Regions from separate parts of the Triticum aestivum genome. Here region 1 is linked to region 2. Evidence: chromatin contacts called from public Hi-C data. All regions are on one chromosome and are shown on one strand. The core of a region is the stretch at or near the end of the contact, and the rest is flanking DNA. Distances in the headings are between cores, read along the strand shown. Region 1 has its middle 88 kb from the start of LOC123116149. Region 2 holds the start of LOC123111923 (putative 1-phosphatidylinositol-3-phosphate 5-kinase FAB1C).

Region 1 (4,359 bases), core at 1,841-4,340, 190 kb before region 2:
GAAGCTAAATCACTAATTGAGGAGTATTCATTGCAGAGATCACTTCACTTCTTCAGGTTGCGACAAGTGGCGCGTTGCATGTGCGTAATTTGTCGCAACATGTGAGTTTTCCCTTTTTTCGTAGATCCGTTTATTCAAAACGTTTTATCTCTAAAACCGTGCGTCCAAATTTTGAACTGTTTTCACTGTTGGATTCCTCGCGTCGAGATCTTCAAAACTAGATCCAATGTTAATAAGTTTAACGAACTTTTTTTTACGAAAAAAACCAGACGAAAAGCCGAACCGGGAGCACGGGTTTTTTTCCTTCCTGAAAGAGGCACGCCCGTCCTCTCGCGAAATCACAATTGTGCCTCTCAAGGAAGCAAAACCGTGCCTCTTGCGGAAGGAAGAAAAAAAAATAGAAAATATGTCTTTTTGTTTCCGAAAGGCACGGCCGTGCCTCTCGTGAAAACACAACCGTGCCTCTCGCGGTAACAAAATCGTGCCTCTCGCGGAAGGAAAAAAAAGAAGAGAAAACGCGTTTTTTTTCGTTTCCGAGAGGCACGGTCGTGACTCTCGAGAAAGCACAAGTGTGCCTCTCGCGGAAGCAAATCCGTGCCTCTCACGAAAGAAAAAAAATAAAAAACATGTTTTTTTCTTTTTCGAAGAGACACGACCGTGCCTCTCGCGGAAGAAAAAGAAATAGAAAACACATTTTTTCTGTTTTCGAGAGGCATGGTCGTGACTCTGGCGAAAGCAAAACTGCGCCTCTCGCGGAAGCAAAACCGTGACTCTCATGAAGAAAACACATTTTATCGTGCAAAAAATATTTTTTGACCCAAAAGCTAAGAAAGACCAGTGAAACACCAAAACGTCAAAAAACTTCCCAAAAAATCGTTTGAAAAGCTGAAAACTTGTGCGGAAAAATAAAATAAAAATAAAATCTGGAGGGAGCATCCAAAGCACGATACGTGACGGGCGGCTAAGAGCACGCCAAGTGACGCTGATCGTCGTGAAGCTCCCGAAGAAGCGCTTGTCAACTAATTATTCTCTATTCTAAGACCTTTGGTCTCCAGAGAGCCTGTCAAATGGACCGGCCGATCGCATACTTCTTGTGTGTTTCTAACGCAGGGAGCTCCCTGGCAAACGGGAACTTGGTGCTCTCGGGTTCTGGCGCACTCTATATGCGCTAAAAAAATTAGTATTCAAAAAAAATTCAAAAGATTATGATTTTTTTTAAAATCAAACATGATTATATATTCTACTCGTATAAAATGTTTGGACAAGAAATGATTCATTTTGACTTCAGGACAAAAAAGAAAAGTTTATGACGATAATATAGCGTGTATAGTACTTGTATATAGCGTTCTTTTACCGAATCTTCGACCCAGGATACAACAAAAGTCTTTCTCTGACGAATCTTTTTATATGACTACAATATTTGATCATGTTTGATATCAAAGAAGTTTCAGGATTTTTTTGAACTTTTTTTGAATTACCTTTTTTTTTGCATATAAGATGCGCTGGTACCCAGATTCTCCTTTGTATTTTCCGCTCCCAGGCCAACTAAAATGAGAAAGATTATATATGACGCTCAGTTTGGCGTTGCGCTGTTTCTTCCCGAGCGCTTCTACAGTGCAGTTTTTAGCGTTTCCCCTGGTATTCTTTATTTGCTCTGGTTTGTCCAGTCGTTTTTGTAGCATAAACGCTTAGATTTATAAAAGTTTGATACTTATATGGACATATACGCAACTTAGAAGACACGTAATATTTTTATAAAAAAGCACATATACATTTTAAACAATGGTTACCATCAATTCTAAAAATGTTCCAAATAAAGCTCCTTCCTACATCTTTCCTCCTAAGGAAAGGTGGCTAGGGTTTCAGCCTTCCGTCGGCTGCACCGCCGATGTGCCACATCTCCTATGACCTTATGGCCATGGGTGCGCAGTGGACCCCAGCCCTTACCGGCGGAAGGGATCCGTTTTTAGGTCTTTCTTTAACTCTTGTTATAATGTTTGTGTCCTACTTAGGAATACGATACGTTGTCGGCTCCCTGAAGATGAAATAAAGTTCTCCCCGTCTAGCCTCGTCCCGGTGATGCGTCTAGATCGTCAGAAGGTGCGTAGAGGCGTGTCTCCGGCGGATCTCGCGGGATTTGGTCGGTGGTTGCCTTCGGTGGTCTGGTCGGATTCAGTCATTATTTGTCTTTGCTCATGTATCTTCATATTATATCCTTCAGATCTAATCTTCTTTTCATTGCCGAATCTTCATATTATAATGTTTTTCTTTGCTATTCTGGTGTGTCGGTCCTATGGGACCTTAGCACGACGTCTTCCCGACTATTTACTAGAACAAGTTGTGCCCGACTCCGGCGAGGGAGGGGCCTTGACGGCACCGCGCCTTTTGCTCGCTTCAATTCTTGTAGTCTTCGCTGTGTGATCTATTTTTTATTATTTCTGGTGTTCGATGTACTGCCGTGATTGAAGATGAATATATCGAAAATTTCCCATAAAAAATAATCAAAAAATGTTCTTCGTGTTTAAAAAAGTATTGATGGTGTTTCAAGAAAACATATTCACCATGTATTAGAAAATGTTCATGGTGTACTTAAAAATTATATACATACGTACACAAGACAAATGTATTTTTACAAATGAAAAGGGGGAGAAGAACAAAGTAAGAAAAATAATGATATAGGAAAAAGAAATGAGCATCTATACAATGAAAGAAAAAATATAAAAAATATATATTAAATAATAAGGCCCGATTTCAAGAGTAAAAGCCGTCAACTGGGCTGTTAGGCCAGGTGGACTCGATCTGTTCGTAAGATTGGGCCGTTTATTGTGCATAAAAATACGTGGTTCTCTGAGGAAAAATGGTATTTATCCGTTCGAATAATATGCAGTTGAAGAAACGTATGGCTTTTTTGCTAATTCTTTTTTAACCTTTTTGTTGCAAGAAATATGTGTAGACATATTATTTTAGCTCCTTTCATGTCCCAGCTTGGACTTGTAAGAGTTTCACTGATGTGAAGTCTAGCAAAAGTCAGATTGTCAACGCTTCAACTTCTAAATTGCAGCGGCCGGTAACAGCAAAGTTACGGGGTTCAGCCTGCTAAAGTCTTGTCCCTCTTTAACCTCTTCGAATCTAGCCCTAGGGTTCACTTCAGACACACTTCAAAACTGCGGCGGCCGATAGCAGCAAATGTAATCTTATGCCAGCCAACGATCAACTTAGCGCACAAACAAATCTCTGAAACAAATGGGGTCCGCTAGCCAGCTAAAGTCCTCGTGACACACAGCTGATGTTCTCCCATGGCTAGCCTAGCCATGGCAAGCGTCGACTCAGCACATGTGAATCTTGCTCGTTAAGGAACTTTCAGCCATAAGTTAACGAAAGCAGGGGAGCTGCTAAAGATGAGGCTGATGGCTCAATCACAAGAAGTAAAAGCGCTCAGAGTTGCAATCACCTCTGCCTTTAAATGGCGTGTGGGGAGAACACGGGACAGCGGGCAAGAGATAAAGAGCTTTTGGATCATACATCTTCCATAATACTCCTTCCGTTCCGTTATCATTTTCGTTGAAACGGATGAAAATGAATATATCTAAACTAAAATACATCAATTTCTGCGACACGTAATTTTGAACGGAGGGAAAACAAGTATTCGCTCGGAGGGGATAAATCCTCGTTTTCCTTCGAAATGCTATAAACTCTCTTCAGTTCTACTCCCTCCGTAAACTAATATAAAAGCGTTTAGAATACTAAAATAGTGATCTAAACATTCTTATATTAGTTTACAGAGAGAGTACAAGATAATACTGATAACTGACAGCCAATAATTGATTTTTCTTTCTTTCTTTCACGGTACTTAAGACGCGTGATAGCAAGTTGAGCCTGCTGATCTGCAGTTGTCCACCGATGCACCTGGCCTCAACTTGAGCTTCTTGTGTGCAGAGTACCTATACCGAAAGACAGAGTAGGAAGCAGGATAGAAGCTGCAGCAGGTCAGAGGTACAGAGTACAGACAGGCGGACACAATTAGTAGTAATACATAATATACGTACAATATACTACTACTTGTATTGGTTATTTGTATGTATTTCTATGATTCTGTCGTTACATGATCGCCGCACCATTACCGCTGAGGCAGACACGTCGGTCACAAGCGGAGCTCAACTGGATCTGGTGCGGGGAAAACGTGCATGTGCATGCGATCTAGATCCCTCACAATTTTTAATGGAGGCAACGACGTGCGCTCCTGAGTATACTAGTACTCACGATAAAAATATTTGTTTCCCGTGTGTGTCAACAACAAATTCGTACAATCCAACGCGCTAGCTACCGCTATCTCACGACAACGGAATAAAACCTTCCCTA
Region 2 (4,074 bases), core at 1,326-3,825:
GGCAAAAGTGCTCCTGCCCAAGTCCCGCCTTGAGACAACGACGCTCTGTCTTGAAAGTCCTCTCCTTATTTTTTCTAGGTCAAAAGACCTTATATACCAGAAGATGGGCAGCAGAGGTGGGCCAGGGTGCCTACTACCCTCGAGGGCTAGCGCGCCCTGGTGTCTTGTGACCACATGGGAGCCCACTCTGGTAGTTCTTTTCTCCAATATTTGTTATATATTCCAAAATAATTCCCCGTAAAATTTCAGCTCATTTGGAGATGTGCAAAATAGGTATCTCTGACATAGCTTTTTCAGGTCTAGAATTCCAGCTGCCGGCATTCTCCCTCTTTATATAAACCTTGCATATTATGAGAGAAAAGGCATTTGAATTACTCCAAAAAGTGTTATTATGCATAAAAACATTATAAATAATAGTAGGAAAACATGATGCAAAATGGACGTATCACACTCTGGCTCAACCCGATGTAATATTATGTTTGTACTGGTTATATATAACAAGGGAGTCCACTGGTTGTTCTGACCTTGGGGCTAGTGTGACTTGGGGCTATTTTGTGATTTATTCCGGAAACAGGCCCGACACATGCCCAAGCAAGCCTTTTCTATTGTACGGATCCCCCCCCCCCTAATGGGCCACAACCCACCTCCTATCCCAATAAGGAGCACATGGGCTAACGAAGAAAAATCACCTTGTTCTACCGTTCCACCTCCTTACTTCAAGGGCAGTCTTGGTCATTCATCAAGGACACCTAGGCTCTATAAACCCCCCTCCCCATACACATGTAATTCACTCACTCTTACTTGGGTAGATTCAAGTGGAGGGTTACTCACCCCTTCCAATCCCTTCAGGAGGGCAAACAAAAGCCGAGAGCCCGGAGTCATAGGGCCCTGCTAAGGCTCGGACTAGTCGCGAGTCGTGTGACTCCGGAAATGGCCACACTTGTAGTGTCCCGTGCCCCATGCACCACTCTCAACGACCCTCCCACAAGACATAGGACGTGCTCCCTCGAGGCAGCTGAACCTATTTTAAGAACATCGTCGTGTCACTTTGTCGAGTGTACGACGATCCAACCACACTACTAAGAATACCCCCTAGTTAAAAGTTTATTCTTAAAGTCAACACATGGTGTCACTATCTACATTATAAAATGAACGATTTCACAGTAAACTATAACCAAATCTTGTCTAGCTTTGACAAATAATTAACATGCTAGGCAAACACTATCCATATTTTTTCTCTTGAATTTAAGTATCTTATAACAACTATATAAATCATAAACAATGGTCAAAGTAGCATCTCAAGGATTGTGCCCATATAGATTGAGTATTTAATGTTATCTTGTAATATTAAAGTATTCTTATATTATATATACTTCCTCAAGTATCCGAATTCAAACATGTGCATTGAGTGCATTGATAACAAATACGAAGTATATAAGCAAATAAAGTACTCTTACATCAAAATATGCATAATCTGCCATTAATAATGTCCCATTATTAAGACATAGATAAAAAATTCCATCCAATTCACTTTCCTCACATTGTGCAAGCTTTTACAATTACAGTCAATAACAAGCAATGACGAGTGTTATAGATAAGGTTATGTTTATCTTTATCTTATTTTCCTTACCGTCAATAATCACCATTTACTCTCCCCATCCATTTTTACAAGATTTTTTTTATATCTGTCATGAATTGTAAGGCATATCTTACTTTACGAGAGATTTTCATTGATCTTTCTCAAGCTTTCTCCTTCAAAACTGAATGTGAAATAAGTATACTTAAAACCGGGCATTATATCCCATTATCAACAATTGCAAATATATTTTTATTTCATTTCATTTTAAGTACCATCCACTTACACGTGTGTGTAGAACACACGTGTTGCATGGACAGTCGTGTGGTGCGAAGCGAGTCATAAGACCTGGTTCCGCACGATCACACTCTATTTTTAAAATATAGTAGGCAATCAATTATTTTACAACCGCGGGTGTTAATAATTGCCAAAATAGAAGAGAGCAAAAAATGGCCATCATTAAGTGCTACAGATAAGATTACATCCACATCCATTCCATATTTCCTTGGATCAATAATCATCCATCCTTTATAGGTACTCCTATATAGATATCCACCGTACACAAGGCGAGACCGAAAGGAGAAAACGGGGTTTCGACAGCGCACGCAGCCTCCCCTCGCCGTTAGAGTCCCCATTTTACGGCGTCACTTTCCTACTAGTATTCACTCTCAAATCTCCCTCCCAATCTCCATATCCGTATAATAAGCACCGCCGCTTCGCCGCCGCCGCCCGCCTTCCCCTGCTCTCTCCCCCAAGCTCTCGCCAACGCACGCGTTTCCCACCCCTCCAAACCTCCCAAATCTGCAACCAAGCCGCGCTTCTCCGGCCCCGATCCTCTGGCCGCCGCCCGCCGCTCCCGCATTGGCTGAATCCCCGCTCCACCGCCTCCTCGCCGGAGCCCCGCTCCATCTCCGACCGCCCCCGCCCCCGCCCCCCAGGGCCTGGGCACACCAGTTAGTTCCGCGCGCGTTGGTGGGGAGGTGAACGGTGGCTTTGGGAGCACCGATGGGGACGCACTCGCGCGCATAGAGACGCGACGCCGCCGATCGGTGGGTCATGGCGGCGGCCCGCCCGGGCGGCCAAACAGCCCGGCGTCGCCTGCTGAGCCGCCCACGACGCCGCTGCGGGCGCCCGAGGCGAGATCCAGGAGCAAAGGCGACGTGGCGCCGCGCTCCCCTCCTCCAGACCGCGATATTAGGTAACGGAAATCTCTGTCTCTATCTGCAGTGCAAAATTAATTGGTTCCTAACACTAAACTATAGTAGTACTCCTAATGATATGGAAGTGAACTAGTAAATCAGTTATTATTTACTTCCGTTGCCTTCTAATAAGTGCAAAATGTCTGGTCAATTGACTTAGAATGGCTTTAATTATCGCCCCTCTTTCTTTGGAAGTAGTGGTTGATGGACGCTGATAGCTTGAGTAGAGGTAGGTTGTCTAGCTCTGACCACTGTTGACGAGTTCTGAATAATTTTTGATGCAGGCAAGCGGACGACGAGGAGGCTCATGAACCCAGGGTCCAGTTTTTAGCCCCAGGGACTTACTTCTTAAATGACTTTTCAGATACAGATTCTAGTGTTAGTGTTAGTAACTCAACATACAGATCGATGACCCCAAGCCCCACAGAGAGTCCTACTTGTGCGGCGAGGCAGAATGATGCTTCTGATAATGGTGCAATTGCAGCAATCGACTCAGATGATGCTCATGACCTGGCTGATGTTAGCATAGCTGAGAACAGCAAAGCAAGCCATGTGCCATCCTGTATCTTCGACTTTGGTGATAATATTTGGTGCCCACCACCGCCTGAAGATGAGATTGATGATGCTGAATCGAGGTTATTTGGATTCGATGACGACGATGATGAAATTGGGGATTCCAACAACACTTTTGCCCCAAGTTGTTTCAGTGCTAAAACTAATAGAGCAACTGGTGTCAGCAATATCAATTGTGGGTCCCACCAAGAGAGTGTTCAGAAGGATCTATTTAGGCATTTTCAAGCTCTAGTTGCACAGTTACTGAAGGCGGAAGGTGTTGGGTTGGCCAGTGAGAAGGATTCCAAAATCTGGCTCGATATTGTGTCCTCGTTAGCATGGCAAGCCGCTTACTTTGTGAAACCTGACACCAAGAAAGGCGGCAGCATGGATCCTAGTGATTATGTGAAGATCAAGTGCATAGCATCTGGGAACCCAACTGATAGGTTTGTGCTCACTTCTGTTGTTTCTACGCATTGCATGCTTCTACTGATCATAATTTGGTACTTATTGATAACCCGTTGATTGCAGCAATTTTATAAGAGGAATTGTTTGCTCCAAGAATGTAAAACACAAACGCATGGTCTCAGAGTACAGTAATGCCAAATTGCTCATTTTAGGAGGTGCACTTGAGTACCAGAAAGCTTCTAATAAGTTAGCATCAATTGGAACTATACTCGAACAGGTTTGTGTCTCTGCGTGTTTTTGAAATTGAAGTATGATGTTTAGTTGTTTACAGTCTTGCTG

The links. Hi-C and Micro-C count contacts between places; a contact is called where the count stands out from the background.
Region 1: a Hi-C map of leaf shows a contact between it and region 2, with 7 times the contacts expected there. The contact joins the enhancer-like site here to the promoter of LOC123111923 in region 2. A contact is called at or near these places in 4 of 5 Hi-C or Micro-C datasets (leaf and an unstated tissue).

Annotation. Positions count from the first base shown.
Region 1 is chr5B:374,440,817-374,445,175 of IWGSC CS RefSeq v2.1, reverse strand. No RefSeq gene overlaps it. Among protein-coding and RNA genes, the nearest start is that of LOC123116149, 88 kb to the right of the region's middle. Within about 2 kb of position 3,090, at least 1 of the 8 cell types and tissues checked has an H3K27ac peak or open chromatin away from gene starts, as enhancers often do.
Region 2 is chr5B:374,249,720-374,253,793 of IWGSC CS RefSeq v2.1, reverse strand. It overlaps LOC123111923 (putative 1-phosphatidylinositol-3-phosphate 5-kinase FAB1C), which reads left to right and starts at 2,575. Exons shown (of 11, transcript XM_044532804.1): 1 at 2,575-2,774; 2 at 3,060-3,773; 3 at 3,859-4,012. The coding sequence starts at 3,184.